Linked DNA regions of Mus musculus: region 2 is linked to region 1. Evidence: chromatin contacts called from public capture Hi-C data. All regions are on one chromosome and are shown on one strand. Each heading gives the region's core, a stretch centred on a gene start, on an enhancer-like site or on the middle of the called end of the contact. The rest is flanking DNA. Distances are from core to core; before and after follow the strand shown. Region 1 holds the start of 4930439A04Rik (a long non-coding RNA gene). Region 2 holds the start of Tsga10 (testis specific 10).

The links. Capture Hi-C pulls out chosen DNA fragments and counts their contacts.
Region 2: a capture Hi-C map of macrophages shows a contact between it and region 1, with 2.9 times the contacts expected there. The contact joins the promoter of Tsga10 here to the promoter of 4930439A04Rik in region 1. A contact is called at or near these places in 1 of 39 promoter capture datasets (hippocampal neurons) and 3 of 9 other capture datasets (adipose tissue, embryonic stem cells and macrophages).

What each region holds. Positions count from the first base shown.
Region 1 is chr1:37,332,966-37,336,078 of GRCm38.p6, reverse strand. It overlaps 4930439A04Rik (a long non-coding RNA gene), which reads left to right and starts at 1,847. Exons shown (of 4, transcript XR_003947777.1): 1 at 1,847-2,015; 2 at 2,245-2,434. All of the region lies in intron 1 of Inpp4a (inositol polyphosphate-4-phosphatase, type I), which reads right to left.
Region 2 is chr1:37,853,786-37,856,923 of GRCm38.p6, reverse strand. Tsga10 (testis specific 10) reads left to right here and starts at 1,551. Exons shown (of 18, transcript NM_001290721.1): 1 at 1,551-1,679.

The DNA.
Region 1 (3,113 bases), core at 598-3,097:
CTGGTTAGTAGACACTAGCTGGGTAAGCATGAAGACTTTGGCACACACCTGTAACCCCAGTGTTGGAGACGCAGACACAGGAGGATCCCTGGAGGCCCTGCATTTCCAGCCAGTCTGAGTCTTCAAGCACTAGTTTCAATAAGAGATATTCTCTCAAAAAATAAGGTGGAGGTTTGGAGCGACCACTCAGCAGTTATGAGCATTTACTGATCCTCCAGAGGACCCAGACTCAGTTTCCAGCATCCACATGGTGGCTCACAAACATCTGTAATTCCAGTTCCAAAGGATCCATGCCTTTTCTGACCTTTGCTTGCTCCTCATACACACACCCATTATAGACACACTCAGGTGTACACATACACACACACACACACACACACACACACACACACACACACACACACTATTAAAAGCAAACCACACTTCCTAGCTTGCTTTTCCTGTTGTCATGATAAGCATCATGACCAAAGGTGGAGAGGAAAGGGTCAATCTGGCATATGCTTCCAGGTCACAGTCTAGCTTTGAGGGAAGTTGGGACAGGAATTCAAGGCAGTAACCGAAGCAGAAACCGTGATGTTTTGAAAGCTGCTTACTAGCTTGCTCTGTTTGCTTTTTTTGTACAGCCCAGCCCATTTGCCTAGGCATGGTGCTGCCTACAGTAAGCCCCCCACCACTACCCCCTCACTGCCCCACCAGCAATCATGAAGATAATTCCTTACAGATAGGTCAATCAGGAGGAGGAAATTCTTTAACTGGGGTTTCTTTTCTTTCTCTCTTTTTCTTCATTTTTTGGGGGTTGGTGAAAGGCTCTAGTTTGTCAAGCTAACAATAAAAACCAACCAGCATACCATACTAGAAAACAATACATTAGATCCTTTTATCTTAAGAACTACTCTGAAAAGACTCCCAACAGTTGACAATAAGAGCACAGACTCCACCCTACCCATGACTAGTGTGTCCCCAAGTCCCCCCACCTGGGCACTGCTTGCTGCCTATTTGCCCGCAGGGAGGATGCCTGTGGCTCGGGAACACAACCACGCAGAGGGCCCATCTCTTGAGTTATATATGCCAGGGTCGTATTAAATGCACCTGGCTTTCTGTTCTTTTCTGTCTTCAATGCCCCCCCACTCTTGTCCACTGAAATGTGCCAGTGCTTCCTGGCTGTGGGGCAGAGAATCTAAGCCTCCCAGAGAAGTAAGTGTGAAAGCTCTAAAGAGAACAGGGATAGGACAGACCAGGACAGAGGGGCTTATGTCTGCCCCCAGCCCACCCTGTGCGAGGTCCCAGTTGGGTGCTCATGAGGCTCTTCTGACATGGCTGTCACCATACTACCATGTCAGTGGTCAGCAGATGCCGAGATAGAAACCTTTCCCCAAATCAAATGTGTGTGCCACCTGACTACATTACATTCCATAATACGAAATTCTCCAAAGGGCACAAAGCTCATGCCCCTGCCCCAGCCCCATTTTCCTTTTGGAACTACAGCTCGGTTTTCATTAACTGGGTCTCGACTGCAGCTGGCTCCTGACAGGACCTACTATTCCTACCATCAACCTGTCTGACCCAGTTTGAGTTTTCTTCATTTATTCCCATAAAAGAGAGAAATATAACCTCATTTCATATCCCAGTGTGATATTTTAATCTAGGAAGCTATCATTAGAACGCCTATCTCCCTTGGAACATGCTTTTGTTTTGTAAGCAGAAAGAGTCCACACATTGTAAAATAGTAATTTCAGAAAATAAACCAAAACATCTCCTGACACACAAAGGATACACCAAGTTCTGACTATGATGTAGGCAGAATCAGGCCCTGTTCCCTCCTGTGCCCACTGACAAAGGCAGCAGCTGTTCTAGATTCTAGATTCTGGGTGCTAACAAGTGAGTGGGGATTCTAGGGCAAGGAGGTGTTGAGTCCTAATTTCACACAGGACAAGAGCAGGAAGAAGGCAGCCCAAGGATAACAAAATGTCAGAGCTGACAGACCAGAGATACCTGTCACACTTCTTGGATTAACTGTAAGTTTCACCTCTGCATAACCACAGGCAGGGCTTGGGGTCAGGATTCTACCCTAACCAGCTTCATCTAGCTGCCTTTACCAGAGTCGTGTGCTCTTTGTCCCTTGTGATAAACAGCAAGGTCAGAAAAAGAAAATCAGTACAGAAACCCAGCCCCTTATGTAGATATTGCCGCTTCCTGGGGGTGTGTACACTGCTCCTGTGTCCAGCCTTCTTTCTCCATCTCTAGTTTCCAGCTCAGCGGATGGTACCACAGCTTTCCAGAACAAGGCAAAAAGTGAGGAGACCTCCCTTCCTGTATGAGCTCCCACTTCCCAACAACCTGACAGTCCTTACAGGACCTTCTAGGACCAGATCCTTCTCACCAAGGCTCACACCTTGGTCTCCACTACATCTGAAGAGGTTACAAGGAATTCTGGGTAAGTGCCATCACCCTGCAGCTTTGTAGACTGTCCTCTACCTCATTCCCCAACAACCATGGCGATGTACAAAGACATTAATTACATACCAAAGAGAGGAGGATGGTCAGAATTTCGTGGCTGTATAAAGCTGGATATATAATTATACATGAAACACCATGTCATGCAAGGACAAAACTTAATTCTTTAAGATCCACCACCTAAACTCCCACCTAGTAATGAGTTACCCCTACTCACTGGTGCAGCTTTGGCACAAATGCCATGGCTGGAACAAGTTACTTTCTAAGACTGCTCCATGAGATGGAACTAAGACCTGAATCGTTAAAGGGGCCAAGAACCCAGGGCTAAATAGGTCATAGGCCCTAGGGAGAACCAAATACTATATTTTGCTTACAGGCATACCATTAAAACAAATCCCATTGAACAGATCATCTCTCAACCATCATTAAAGAAGTTCCTCCTTGCAGTAGACGGCAATTAACATAGAGAATAAGAGACTATAGTGTGCTCAGCCCTAAATTAGACATACTTGCCACACCCTTCCCCCAAAGTTCAAGGCTTCCGTTTTCATGGAAGAGGGGCCAGAAACAGATGACATCAGGGAGACAGTGTTTCCCATACACAGCTGGGCAACTGCACAAATGAATGCACAGCTAGTTATTGTGACAGTGTGCACAAG
Region 2 (3,138 bases), core at 302-2,801, 520 kb before region 1:
AGAGTGGTGTCACTCACAGAAAATATTCTACAGACTTGCCTTCAAGCCTGTATGATGGAAGCATTTTTTCTTTTTTTCTTTTTTTTTTTTTGGCTGAACTCTCCTTTTCTCATATGACCTTGGCTTGTGTCAAGTTGACAAAAAACAACCAACACAGCACGTAAAGCCAGATGGTAGCGAAAGGATGGGAGGTGGCTTCAGGAGAAACCCTGGACGCTTACGAGCCAGCTAGCCTGGTAAATGCAGCCACAGACAGTAGACTCTGAGGAAAACAATGTGGGAAAGCTAGAGCTGACACTTGAAATTGTCCCCTGTCTTCCTCCATTTGTGCAAGGACACACACACACAAACCTCTTTAGACAGACTGGTAGGGGCATAACTTTCAGACATTGCTTGTTTTTTAAGGTTCAAGTAAACATGCAAGGAAGACATGTCTAGAAAACATGAATACCTAAATTGTTGTCAAATCAGTATTTGTATGGAAGTCTTGTTGATGACATCATCCCCATAGAATAAAAAACAAACGATCTTTAGAATATGGAGTTCAAACTGAGCCTTAAAATGTTAGTGAAGAAGAGTATTTCTAGGTGTCCATATTAAGAATGTGTAGAATAGTTCTGGGAGTTGTTAGTTAGGAGATAAAGTTGTCAGAGTGGAAGGGAACAAACTGAAGAACTTTGCGTGATGGGAAAAACAGATGTTGGCAATTCAAAGTGTGATGGAAAGCCAATAAGAACTGGCAAGTTTATTGGCGCCATCCTTACTCAGCTCAAATTTGTGGGTCATGTTGGTGAGATTTTACCAGTGTAGCTTCTGATGTTACCAGGTGATGCGGTCTCACGGCAAACTCCCTGATCTTCTGGCTCTTACAGTCTTCTGCCTGTTTTCTGCAGTGTTCTCTGAGCCTCAGGTGTGGGAATGTTTTGTAGATGTATCCATTGGGACTGGGCTCCACCGCTCTGCATATTGATTGGTTGTGGTTTTCTGTAGTGGTCTCCATCTGTTGAAAAAGGAAGTTTCCTTAATGAGGAGTGAAGATTATCCTCATTTTGGGTATGAGGACATGTGTGTATAGATCATTGTTAGGGATTATGCTGGTTTAGTAAGTTTGTAGGATTAGTAGATTATCCTCCAATAACCATGATTTCATTAGCACTGATTAGATAGCTAGGTTTCCAGTACCAGGCATGGTATCTTTCCTGTTGATTTATCTCTTTTGTTTTGTTTTTAAAGATGTATTTTATGTGGGTGTGTGTGCTTGTGTTCACATGTGTGCATGTGTACACGAGTGCCCACAGAAGCTGGCGTACATGAGCTGCCTCCCTCACTTTGAATGCTAGGATCTGAACTTCAGTCCTCTGCGTAAGCACCCTTAACTGCTTTTATTAAGAAAAGACAGCTTGGTAAACTCTGCTTTACTGATGGAAAGTTAAGAACAATAGAAAATATGAACGAAATGGATTGTTACTAGTTTTCAAAACTTACTGATGTGAGAAGTCACAGCTCTGTTTTAAATAGAGCTCATTCTTATATCTCATTCTTTTTGTTAGGTTAACACCAAAGAACATCAGTTTGGTCTTGGGGCTCCAGTTTCTGAAGCTGGAAGAAACCAGAATACTTTCCAACTAGAACAAGAAGTGAGAACCCAAGATAGATTCATCTCTACACTGAAATTACAGGTTAGCCTTGGTTTATATATTAATAAATACTTTTCTTAATTAATTTGGCATGTGGGTTTATTTTAGAACAAGAAGATATAGAGTAAATAATTACTAATTCAGAGCTTGTTTAAATCTAATGATTCTAAGATCACTCAATTTGGAGGGGAGGGTTGGTTGTTTGAGACAGGGTTTTTCTGTAACAGCGTTTTTGTGTAATAGTGCTGGCTGTACAGGAATTCTCTCTGTACACCAGGCTGGCCTTGAACTCACAGAGATCCTCTTGCCTCTGCCTCTTGAATGCTGGGACTAAAGACCTGAACCATCACTGCCTGGCTTTATTCAATTTTTATAATCACTTTGATATAATTGATTCAGAGTTAGTGAGTGAAAGTTATGTATCATGTAGTTTTTTTCCCCCTTTCAGGATCTTGTTATATAACCCAGGTTGGTCACCAACTCATAACAAAACTTTTGTGTTAGCCTCACATTCTGGAGTTACAGGGATGAACCCTTGCCAGGCACATCAGCTGCTTTTTTTTTTTTTTCTAAAGATTTATTTATTTTATGTATATGAGTACACTGTCACTGTCTTCAGACACACCAGAAGAAGGCATCAGATCCCATTACAGATGGTTGTAAGCCACCATGTGGTTGCGTGGAATTGAACTTAGGGTCTCTAGAAGAGTTCTTAACTGCTGGGCCATCTCTCCAGCCTCCCATCAGCCGCTTTTTAATGCAGAATCTTACTTAGCCATTTCCAACCACGTGAAATAGTGGTCATTTCTTTTGATATATATTTCTGTGAAATTCCAAGTGGTTAAATAATTATGATGATTTAGATAGCAAATGACAAACAGAATCTCTTCCAAATTAGCAGGGATTTAAATATAGTGCTCTGTGCTACAGGTTTGAGCCCATCTAGCAGTGCTATAATAAAGGCACTTAAAACAGACCTTCCAGGCATAGATGTGGCTCAGTTGGGTGAGTACTTGCCTAGCATCCACAGAGCCCTGGATTTGATCCCAGCACCATACAAACTGGGTATAGTAGAACATGCCTGTACTCCTAGCACTCAGGAGGTAGAGGCAGAAGGTTCAGAAGTTGAAGGTAATACTCAGACTTCATATTGAGTTTGAGGCCAGCCAGAGCCTCCATGAGACTGTCTGCCTGGAGGTGGGAGAGCAGGGACTTTGGGGAAGATAAAGTGGATTCAACTTTTCCTTTCTGTTCCCTCCTAGTTAATACAAGTTCAGGCTGTGCACGTGAGATGTGAAATGTGTATGCTATTTTCCCTTTCAGTAAACACAGATTCTGTCCTCATACAGTATAATCTGAATACAGTTTCCCCTCCCTCTACCCTCCCAGTTCCTTCCCACCTCCTCTTCCATCCAGACCCACTCACTAGAAAATAACAGGCTCCTAAGAGATAACAACAAAACATAAAACATCCAAAATATAATAACATAAAATAACACAT